Regions from separate parts of the Gossypium hirsutum genome. Here region 1 is linked to region 2. A link is a contact called in public Hi-C data. All regions are on one chromosome and are shown on one strand. The core of a region is the stretch at or near the end of the contact, and the rest is flanking DNA. Distances in the headings are between cores, read along the strand shown. Region 1 holds the start of LOC107887479. Region 2 holds the start of LOC107887478 (protein DETOXIFICATION 40).

Region 1 (6,004 bases), core at 1,991-4,490, 170 kb before region 2:
CCTCTTGAGGACAGCATACCCGTTAATAGCGAGTGGCCTAACGGAAGGTCTAATTAGATGGTTAATGACAGAAGACCCCTCCCATGGATGATACAAGGCATGCTGGTAGTCAATTACTGAATGAACGCCCGAATGATATAATACGAAGAGTCATTCACTGGTGTCTTTCCAGTCGCTTCTTATATTACCTCGTGTCCAGGTTGAGACAGGGGTATAACAAGTACCAAATAGTTATCTTTATTACAATGTTGTTTTTTTATTATATAAAATATTAAAACGTGACATAAGTCTTTATACTCTTTCATAAATTTGTAATCTAGTCCTATACTTTTATTTTTTAGAATTTTAATCCCTATATTTTTTAAATTTGAAAATTCAAGTCCAACCCTATTAAAATTATTTTATTAAATTTTAGTTCATTAGAAGTCATTTTTGTAGTTTCGTTTCTACCAAATGGGTAGTTATTTTATTTCATATATCACACCAACCATTGAATTAACTTTTGGACTTTGATTTCTGAAAATAAAAGTGTAGGAAATAAATTCCGAATTTGTAAAATGTAAACCAACCTATGACATATTTTAATCTATATAAAATTTTTAAATAAAACAACTGAAAACCACACCTAAGGATCAAATCCAAAAAGTTTGAAGATTTATACATAATGCCACTCTTCGCATAGTTCAATTGTTAATAAAAACTCTCATAAATATATTTAATATAAAGATTTTTCTTTCACCGGCATGAGTGTTGCATAATCTAAGTAAAATTATAAAAGTAACACTAAAACCTTTTTACCATTGCACCACAGCCTAATTTCACCTTAATTTTCGTGGAGCTGTATTTAAATACCAATGTTTAAAGTTCATACACAAACTAAAAAGCTGGACTTGGAAAAATATCAGAAGTTCTTTTTTCCAGGTCTTATTATTAGCTCGTTGGGAACAGCTAAAACCCACCATAGAACCATGTAGGAGCAGTGGCTTTGGGGAGTGAAAAAGGGTGCTGACTGAAGCAAAAATAAGCCAAGAAATCGATGGAGGGAATCGGTCATTGACTCCTACATTGCGGAAGAAGAGTTCTTTCACCATCTTAAAGTAAAATAAATATTTCAAAAGGTAAAGAGCCGAGAGCAAAACAAGGGCAAATCATCATAAAATGGCCTAAAATTGAACCCTGTTTTATGGAAACCACCTCAAAATACAGTTTCACCAATGCATGAAAATTTACAGGTTGAACTAACCCATAATTGGCCATTTCTTAGACTTCCTCTCTCTATACATAAATCATTAAGAAAGAGAGGCAGAGAAAGAAAAGCAACCATAATGCAAAGAAAGAGGTAATGCATGCAGTCTCACTTGACCAGATCTTACCTTATCTTGCCAATGAATATAGCCAAATCGTGCGTGGCTATATTGTCCTTTGTTAATAAGATACCAGCTGAACATCCGCCTAAAAACCAGGAGGTGCATGGTTGTTTGATCATCAATTACCCTCCACTTGTATGTTTTAAGATAAGATCCATGACACAATTAATAAACAAAGATCAATCAGATAGCATTTCATTTTGATCCAAGCAAAAAAGGGTTCTAAAACAATCACCTCGACAAACAGTACCAGGCAATGCATTTGGTACTAAACTAGCAGCAAATAATCATACAAATGAAACAAACAACGTTCTAAACATATGACATAAGAGGATTACAAGAATGTCTAAAAGATGTGTTTTGTAAACTCAACTTCAAGGCTCAAGCCCTTTTCTCCCTAGCCATTGCAGGTCTTTTGCCAATGGTCCGAGCCTTGCCTGAGTTTGGAACCAGCCCTCGCAGGAAGGCTAAAACACCGAGTCCCATGAAAGGAGAGTACACTGTCAACAATTTATCTGATGCCTTCTGGGATCCCATCAGCTCCCCTAATAAAGCGGTCTGAATTTCACACAAAATTAACAAAACAATATTTGAGGAGTGACATAATAGCTTTTCAGAAATATATTAAGCCTACAAACTCATAATAAAGAGTGACAAAATTGTGCTAACATTTGATCATGTTAAGCCTAAAATCCTTTTCTTGGAATTGGAAAACCAACATTATTTATCATTTAAAATTAAAAGCCCTTTAGGTTGGATTGAGGGATTGGGGTTGCTTAAGTAATGAAATAGTGATAAACAATAAAAGTTCAAAGCAGCAATTTGGTAAGAATCTCCATTTCTTTACATTCTTTAAAAGGGGAAAGGGGAAAAAAAGTCACTTGCAGAAAGAAAATGTTGATAAACAAGTTTCAATTATACACCCTTTCAAATTATAACAACTATTTTTTCTATGCACTACTTCATCTCCAACAATAAAACATTCAAAGTACTAATCAAACACATATTCATTAGAAACAAAGATCAAATCCTACATAGTTTCACTTTCAGCTAAAGAATTAACAAACTGTTAAGTAACCACTGGCCTTTTTTATAAATAGAAATCCCTTCTGGGTTCAAAGTAGAATAATTAATAAGATTAAACCATGTTTAATAAAAAAAATACTATTAAAGCATTAAAATTTAGAATCCCCCATCATAGAAAAAAAGGTTGAAATACAAAGGAAGTTTTCAATTTACCATGGCAGTAATAACAGAGGCACCATAGATGAGACAAGTGGTATGGAACCAATGCTTGGATGCCAAAATCCCATAAATGTTAAGCAAAACCAGAGGCCACTGGAAAATAAGCTCCAACCAGACCAAGGCCACGAAGAAATGAGGCTTCTCCACCATCAAATAATCTTGGTACTCCGCCGCATATTGCTGCTTCAAACGGACGAGCACCTCCGGGAAAGTGGTCTCCGGCAAAACCAGCTGCGCATCGATTAAAGGTCCGGCTACAAGCATCACCATAAACGCCACCAACAGCAGCATATCAACTACCTTGCATAAAATTCCCATTTTTTGTTTCAATATGGAATTTTTTTGGATAAAATTTTAGGGGAACAATATTAATTGGATCTAAGTTTCTGAAAACATTTAGATGGTTTGAAATGGTCAACTCTACTTTACAAGTGTGCCTCTTTTGCTTATCAATAATTTATATGCTATTAATTAAACAATAGAAACAAGGTAAACTACACCAACTACAGTCCCTAACTTTGTTTAAAAGTACTTTTTTTAGTAATCACAAACATCAATGATTTGTTATATTTTGGTCAATTGTTTGTTAACTCCCCTTAATAGGATGACATGACACATTAATTGTAACACTTAGTTTTGGTGGGTTCTAAGTTCTGAGAGTAGTTTGAGATTAATCTAGGAGACACAACCTATCCGCCTTATTGTTATTTTGGCGTATAGATTGGGCGCATACTAGATATTAAAATATTATGTAAGGATCGAACTCAGAATGTGTTGTGTTGTAAGGAAGGAGAGTTTGGTAAGAGTATTGAGAATTTTGTAAGTTAGAGTTATCGCCGAATGTATTGTACACCAAGTTCATTGAGTTACTGTACTAGTTATGTTAAAAACAATTTGGTTAGAAATGGAAAGAATAGAAGAACCAAGTATATAATTTATTGAATTTTTATTTAGATTCTCTCTACAACTGTAAACCATTTATAAAAGCAGTCCTGAAAGTTGTGACAAGTGTTAAGTTCTAATAAGGACTCAAGTTAAATATGTGGATATTAAGGGTAGAAAAAGGGAAAGTTTTTCCTTCTTTCTTCAGAATTATTGATATCTGAATCTTAAAGAACCTACAATATTTCTTTCTCTTTCAAACGAGAGATGCAGATTTGGATTTTTACCAGTGATTACTCCATGTCAAGGTAAGATTTATGACTCTGCATGTTATGTTGTGAAAGAGAAAGTCTGTTAGATCTGATAGATCAGTAAGGTAAAGATATAATGCCTTGCTTGGGGATTTCCAACGTTAGAAATAATAGTAAAAAAGGTATATGAATAGATCTTGATGGGTTTCCATGTTCTATAGCAATAGTTGTTGCTAATTGCGCGATAGAAGTTTGGATCTAAAGTTTTGAACTACAGTAGTTGAGAATCAAGTAAGTCTCTCTGTTGACTTTTGCATATGTATTATTTATGCAAAGAGATCTGTAGGATACTAAACGAAATATGAAGCCAAGAACATGAAAGGTATGTTATGATATGTGTGTAACTATATGAGTAATTACTAAAGGATATCTGTGAATGTATGATTATTGGTTGAGGATAGTATGTATAGCTGGTATGGAATTTGATAAGTTCAAGCATATGATGAATGGTGATTAAGTAATGTGATGCTAAGGTATGGTTATATATATGTATGCTTGGAATGTGTATTGTGAGTAAGAATGTTTGTGGGTATGTAACACCCTGAATTTGGGCCTAGAAGTTTTGGGCCTTGAGCATGGGAGCGGTTGAAGGCAGCTTATAATATTCTGTTGTGCGTGAAAATTTCGTTAATGAAGGCTTGTTTTAGTGGTTAAGTGTGCTGAGAAGTGTTGGAGAAGTCCTGGGTTCAAACCTGGACTCTAGCAAAAATTTTGGTTTAAGGTGAATCAAACCCTGGGTGTAGTAGGTAGGCCTTAAGAATATTGTTGGAGAAATTGTGACACAAAAAGCCTTGTGGCTTAGTGGCAAGTAGAGTGTGGAGAATTTAAGGGGAGGCATGGGTTCGAATCTCATGGCAAGCAAAGAGCATTTATTTTGCTAACAGGGGTGGCAAGAGTTGGTGCTGAATTTAAACTCTGATGTTGGAGGGATCCCACATCGGGAAGCTAACATAAGAGTGGATGCGAAGCTGGCTTTAAATAGAGAGAACCATGAGGAGAGTAAGGTACCTTTCTTGGCTAATCCCTTTCGCTTTATGGCGTGCTCGTTTGGGTTGGGCATCGGCTAAGAGTGCTCAGAGCGTGGATTAACTCCAGTCTCCTATCAGGTGTGTATTTCTCACTACTCTAGCTATAGGATGGCTACTTTGGGTCGCGAGGCCGGAAGGGGTCATGTCGGCCCAATGGGCCTACAGGCCCAATTGGATAAGTTGTTTGATTGTGTAGTAAATATTGGACTGGGCTAGGTGAATCTCATATCTGTGGCTAGATTTGGGCTAAAAGGGCCACACGAGTGTGTGGGCCCATTTGGGCCGAGAATAGGCTTTAGGCCTATTCGTATTGTTATCCCTATTTAGAATACTTTAGTTTACCAAGTTACTGAAATACCCTGGACTTGTAAAATTACCAAAGTACCCCCGATTTATAAAATTACCCAAATATCCTCGATTTGTAAAATTACTGAAATAAGATAGGATTACCATTTTACCATCGATTTACAGAATTACTGTTTTACCCTCGATTTATAGAATTACTATTTTACCCTCGATTTACAGAATTACCATTTTACCCTCGATTTACAGAATTACTATTTTACCCTCGATTTATAGAATTACTGTTTTACCCTCGATTTACAGAATTACTATTTTACCCTCGATTTATAGAATTATTGTTTTACCCTCGATTTATAGAATTACTATTTTACCCTCGATTTATAGAATTACCGTTTTACCCTCGATTTACAGAATTACCGTTTTATCCTCGATTTACAAACTTATTGAAATACCCTTAGTTTACAAAATTACCAAAATACCTCAATCAGTAAAATTACCAAAATACCCCTAGTTTGTAAAATTACCAAAATACCCCTAGTTTGTAAAATTACCAAAATACCCCTAACTTGTAAAATTACCAAAATACCCCTGATTTGTGAAATTATCAAAATATTCTCGATTTGTAAAATATCGAAATACCCCTGTAGGGTAGAATTACCGGAATACCCCTGTAGGGTAGAATTACTGAAATACCCCTATAGGGTAGAATTACTAAAATACCCCTATAAGGTAAAATTGCCGAAATACCCCTGTAGGGTAGAATTATCGTAATACCCCTGTAAGGTAGAATTATCGAAATACCCCTGTAGGGTAGAATTACTAAAATACCCCTGTAAGGTGGAATTATTGAGATACCTTGTGGGGTAAA
Region 2 (5,995 bases), core at 1,373-3,872:
AAACAGGCTGAACTCCGTTGAGGATAAGGGTTAATGCTAGAAGCGGACAGAGATCTGAAACAGCCTCCGCCACCACTTCACCCTCTGTGAAGGCGTAGCTAATGACATCACGTAGAACCATTATTATTATTGCCGCCGCCACCGAGATTATGAATGAAAGTACCGTCACTATGACCACCGAGAACGCCGCCGATTTTGGATGTCCCGCTCCTAGCTCGTTCCCAACTCTTACACTGCTCCATTTCCATTCATTTCTTTTGTCAATTATAGTAGGCACTAATTCGAAGGAGAATATGTATATATCGAATTGGATGACTAACCTTGCTGCGGCATTGAACCCCACCGAAATCATAAACACCCATCCAGATATCGTCATGCTGAAAATAATGACCCATTGAAAATTTATTAATCTACCAAACCAATTTAATTAAATTTTTTAGGGTTAATATATACCCTCCACAATTTATATTTATTTAATACTTAAATCTTTTGTTTTTAGAGCCAGTAAAGAACCTGGGAAGCAAGAAAAGAGAAGATGATTTGAAATGAAAGAACCCAGGCATTTGGCTTTAGAACTGATGCAGGGGAAATTGAGATGGACAGGTTCAGTTAGGGTTTTGTTTTATGTTCTTGGCTTTATAATGGTTGATTGAACCGCCCAAGCTAGCCAATGCATGTGAAATTGTTGGCAAGCTAAGGCGAATTTAAGGCTTTGTATCAGACTTTTACTCCGCATCAGGTGATTTCTTTCAAAAAGAAAAAAATTTTAATTGACATCTAAATTTAAAAATTATTAGCGAAGTTGATTTTTTTTATTGGTCCAAATATGTAAAATAAAAAATAACAATCTTAAAATCCAAGAAAAATAATTAAAAATTTTCTAAAATACATGGAATTCATTTAACAAGCAACTTTTATATAATTTTCTTTTGAAATTATAAAAAATATAATATTATCATTAAAAAAACACTTAAACATATGGTTGTGCAAATTTAGACAATAATTTGTTCAAATTCATTAAGCACGTAAAATAAAGAAAATATTATTAGGACAGGAATTAATATTTTATTACCTGTTAATCTAAAATCTAATTGTGTTGTAGTGAAGATGATATATAATATTAGTCTGATATGGACATAATTAAGCAGTAGATATAGGACAAGAATCTAGTATTAGTCACTTATTACCTACAGTATATTTTCTTTTTGAAAGCAATATTGGATTGGATAGAAAAAAAAACAAAATCAAGGGCCGGAGTCAAATGAAAATAATAGGCGCAAATAAAAAAAAAACAAACGCACCCACACATTTCGAAAATAAAAAAGACAAAAGACAATGGAAAGTGAATTATTAGTTTCTGAATATACGAGTCTATTTCTATAGGACATTCAATATTTTAAATGATTTCTACTTACTTACCAAATGGAGAGTGAATCCAAAGCCAATTCTGGGTTCTCGAGCAACCCTGCAAGCAAAACCAGAATCTGAAAATACCAAGTTTCCAAGCACAACATCACCGCCGACGACGCCGATAACTTGAAGAATCCCGGCAGGCCAGTGAAGGCTTGACTGCTGAACCCATTCCATGTATATTTGCACTTGTCGCTTTTCACTATATACACAAATTGAGCAACCACCACAATCCACCACGACAAGCTCAACACCAAGGACGCACCCAACAAACCAAGCCCCATTTTGTACACCGCGACCCAACTCATCAGCAGATGTATGAATAATGTGGCTGTGGATATGTAAGCGCTAGGGGCCACTATGCTCTGAGCCTGCAGAAATTTCTGAATGGGGAAATTTAAGGCGTATGCGAAGATTTGTGGTATTAGACCATAGACGAAAATTGCAGCGGCGGAAGCAATATCAGGCGATTCACCTAGTAATAATAAGATTGGTTTAGAGAAGACATAGATGAGTGTGAGAAGAATCCCTGTGAAGGTGAGGAGAACTGCTGATCTTTGAAGATATATGCCTAGCATGTCGTATTTGTGTGCTCCAAAGGCTTGCCCGCAAAGCGTTTCCACTGCACTCCCCATTCCTAACTACATGATCCCGGAGTTTAGTTCAATTGCGACTAGTAACCTCATTTATACGTGCGTGTGATTTTATTGTGTTTTTAATTCTATCTATTACCATCAAGATGCAATCTTTGGGAATCTCTAATGTGAAAAAGAAAAGAAAATAGTTCATGTGATGTATGTACGTACCATGAGGCCATAAGCAAAGATTTGGATGCCAGTGTTTCCGAGGGAGGCGGCGGCGAGTTCAAGATTACCGAGATGACCGGAGAAGATTTGGGTGGACATAGACATGAGATAGTTGATCATATAAACAATGACAGCCGGCGCTGCCAAGTGGAAAAGGAGTTTCGATTCGATACATGTCGCTTTTCCCCAACGCTCCAACAAGGAAGAGTTACCGTCCGACAATACATCCTCAAGCTCCGAACTTGTTGATTCGGATTTCGTATCCGAAGTTTGTGATTGAAGCAGAGGTTTTCCGATGGCGTTTTCGTGGAGGGATTCCATTGTAGGCTGATCAGTTATGGCTGTCAGCCGAACAAAAGAGACTTTTTTTTTTTTTTTGATGAAAGAACATAAGAGACTTTAAGTTATGTATTTATGAGGAAACGCTGGCGGCTTAAATGACAATGAGAGCTGGATTTGGAAATTTATAAATATATTTCATAAATTAGAAAAAAAAAGGGTAACCAATTAATAGTTTAGGAAAATAATTTTACATTTAAATGTTATTTTTATTGATATTTTTTAAAATGTAAATGATATCACGAGTATGGAAAATCGAACTTTTAATTGTGGCCTCGAACTCTAATTGGTAGCAAGTGCACGAAATCATTGAACTTCACAAATAAATGTTGGTTTTTCCTTTTTATTTTATTGATGAAGAAAAGACCAATTTGAAGATCTGCTTTTGGGCACTTGTATTATTAATTGCTTACGTCACTGTTTATGTATCTAGGATGTCGTTTTCTTATTCATTATTCTCTTTTCTATGGATTCTTTTTCAAAATTTAGTAGCCATAAACATCATATTAACATTTCGGATTTTTACAAAAATAAGATAAAAAAATAAAATAATACTTAAATAATACAACAAAAAAATATGTATTAAAATGGTACATTTTAGGGTGGTGCCGCCTATGGCAGTGGCGTGACCACCCTGGATCTGATTTTTTTTTTTACTTTTTCTGTTAAAAAAAAGTAAAAAACAAAAATCTAAAAAAAAAAGGTTGTGAAGGGTGTGCCAGAGACAGCACCGGTCACGCCTTCCCATAGGCGGCACCAATACTGCTATCGTGAAAGAAGAAAAAGAAGAAGAAAAGAAAAAAAAAAGAGGGTGGGGGGAAAAGGAAAGGAAGAAAGAAAAAAAGAAAGAAAAGTGAGGGAAGGAAAGAGACAAATAAGGAAAAAAATAAATAGGAATGAAAGTTTAAGATTTAAGGAAGAATAATTAAACCCTTGTTTTAATTGCTGTAATTATTATTTCTTTTCCTTTTCTAGTTTTTTACAAGAATAATTAAAGTGTTAAAAATGTAATTTTTTGTTATAAAATTTAATTTATTATTATTATCATTGATTTAATTGGAATTTAATTTTTATAAGGTATTATTTGGTTAAAAAGAGTTATTAAGGTATGTTTGTATTTATTTTAAATTTTTATTGATTTATAATTTATTTTTAATGTTTATTGAAGTAAAAAAACTTATTTATGTTATATACAAAGAATGTTTTATTTTTATGTAATTTATTTGTTATGTGTGTTTTAGATTGATTAGATATATTTTTATGTAATTTAAATTATTTGGCATGTTATAATTATTTGTTGTAATTAATCATTACAAATTGGTTACTTATCTTGTACAATTAACCTGCAAAATATTACACTATACTAAATTATGAGTTAAAAAATTATATCAACTTTTAAAATAACATAAAAAAATTATACCGACTTTTAAAATAACAATACATACAATTATACATTTAATATTTCTATTGAATAAACTAAGAGAAAAATAAAAATAAATATTAGAAATTTATAAACTTAAATATTTACATATACAAATAGTATAGAGATATAAAAGAAGAGAGGGGGAAGGAAAGAGAAAAATAAATTTAAATATGACAAAATAAGGAAAATAAATAAATAGAAAGGAAAGTTTAGGGTTTAATATTACAAATTTATAAACTTAAATATTTACAGATAATAATATTTCTATTTTTTGTATATGTAAATATTTAAGTTTATAAATTTGTAATATTTCTATAATAATATTTCTTTATTATTTGTATATACAAATTAAATTTTATAACAAAAAAAATTATCTTTTAAAAACTTTAATTATTCTTCCCTAAATCTTAAACTTTCCTTTCTATTTATTTTTTTTCTTATTTTTCTCTTTTCTTCTCTCTCTCTTCTTTTTTTTTTCTTTCTTTCTTTCCTTTTTCGCCGCCCTCTTCTTCTCCTCTTCTTCTTCTCTTCTTCTTCTTCTTCTTCTTCCATGGCAGTAGCACTGGTGCCGCCTATGGGGAAGGCGTGACCGGTGCCGCCTCTGGCACACCCTCCACCACCTTATTTTTTCAAATTTTTGTTTTTTTTCGTTTATTACTTTTTTTTAACAGAAAATGTCAAACCCAGGGTGATCACGCCACTGCCATAGGCGGCACCATCCTGGGATGTACCATTTTGGTACATACTTTTTTAGTTGTATTATTTAAGTATTATTTTTTTATCTTATTTTTGTAAAAAAACCCTCACATTTCTTTCTCTACATGTTCTTTTTTTTTAAGTTAGTTCAATTGCATAAATCCAATCGTAAATATAAATATTTGTTACTTATTGTAAATTTTTTTCACGTTTTCGAATAAAAGTGACTAATTCTTTCATTGTGATTATCTTCCAAAGAGGTAAATGATTGGCTAAAAAATATGCTCTATTCCTATTCCTATGGGTAAGGGTCTCCTGTAAAATAATTTAATAATCAATTAAGTCTTCAATTGAAAACAATACTTAACTAAACTCTTAATCGAATATAAGCAATCAATTAAATTATCAAAAAAATTATTTTTTGTATAAACTCCCAACATTTATTAAATTTTCCACTTGGCATGTCAAGGTTGTGCCACGTAGCAAAATATGATCATTTCTATTAAAAATTCTTTAAAAAATTATCAAAAAATCTAAAAATGCAGAATATAGTAATTTAGAATTTTTAAAAATTAAAAAAATGTAATAATATAAAATTATTTAAACAAAAAATTAGAATTTTTAAAAATTATAAAAAAAAACTTAAAATGGAAAAAAAACTACAAATATTATAAAAATATTAAAATTAATTAAAATTTTAAAAAAATATTAATTACAAGAAGTATAGAAATTATAAAAACTGCAAAAGAAAATGTTAAAAAAAATGTGAAATCATGAAAAAAAAATTAGTATATGTCGTTAACATGTCACATAAAGAATTTATACTCAAGAAAAAGAACCAGAATAATAAATTTGTTCTTAAAGTTGAATCATGTAAAAAAGTTGATTTTATAATTTGTTTATTGAATATTTCCTTTTTTTTAAAATTTAAAATTTATATTATTCTTTTTTAAAAAAAGACATGTTTTATATATAGTTTTAAATAATAATAATAATAAGGGTTAAAATGTGAATTTTTCACCAAATTATAAGTGAATATTGAAATTTGTTTTTATATTATGTGATTAGATTTTGCCACTAAACTTTGAATTTTACTGAATTTTATCACTAAATTTAATTTATTTAATTAAATTTTACCACAATATCAATTTTGATGATTAACAAAAATAATGAGGAAAATTATCATTTCAAATATTTTATTTTATTTTTTAAAATTTAATTCATTTATAAAATATTAATAAATTATCTTAGAATTTTAGTGTAAGGAACACTCGAATTTGAAAAAACAAAAAAAAAAGTTTTTTATAAAATAATTATATTA

What was found. A called contact is a pair of places that touch in the nucleus more often than the background predicts.
Region 1: a Hi-C map of leaf shows a contact between it and region 2, with 2.9 times the contacts expected there. The contact joins the promoter of LOC107887479 here to the promoter of LOC107887478 in region 2. A contact is called at or near these places in 6 of 34 Hi-C or Micro-C datasets (fibers, hypocotyl, leaf and 1 more).

Annotation. Positions count from the first base shown.
Region 1 is chrA03:71,730,379-71,736,382 of Gossypium_hirsutum_v2.1, reverse strand. It overlaps LOC107887479, which reads right to left and starts at 3,240. Exons shown (of 2, transcript XM_016811738.2): 1 at 2,607-3,240; 2 at 1,537-1,925. The coding sequence starts at 2,930. The coding sequence ends at 1,749.
Region 2 is chrA03:71,555,484-71,561,478 of Gossypium_hirsutum_v2.1, reverse strand. LOC107887478 (protein DETOXIFICATION 40) reads right to left here and starts at 2,622. Exons shown (of 7, transcript XM_016811737.2): 1 at 2,217-2,622; 2 at 1,420-2,051; 3 at 321-377; 4 at 1-233. The coding sequence starts at 2,537.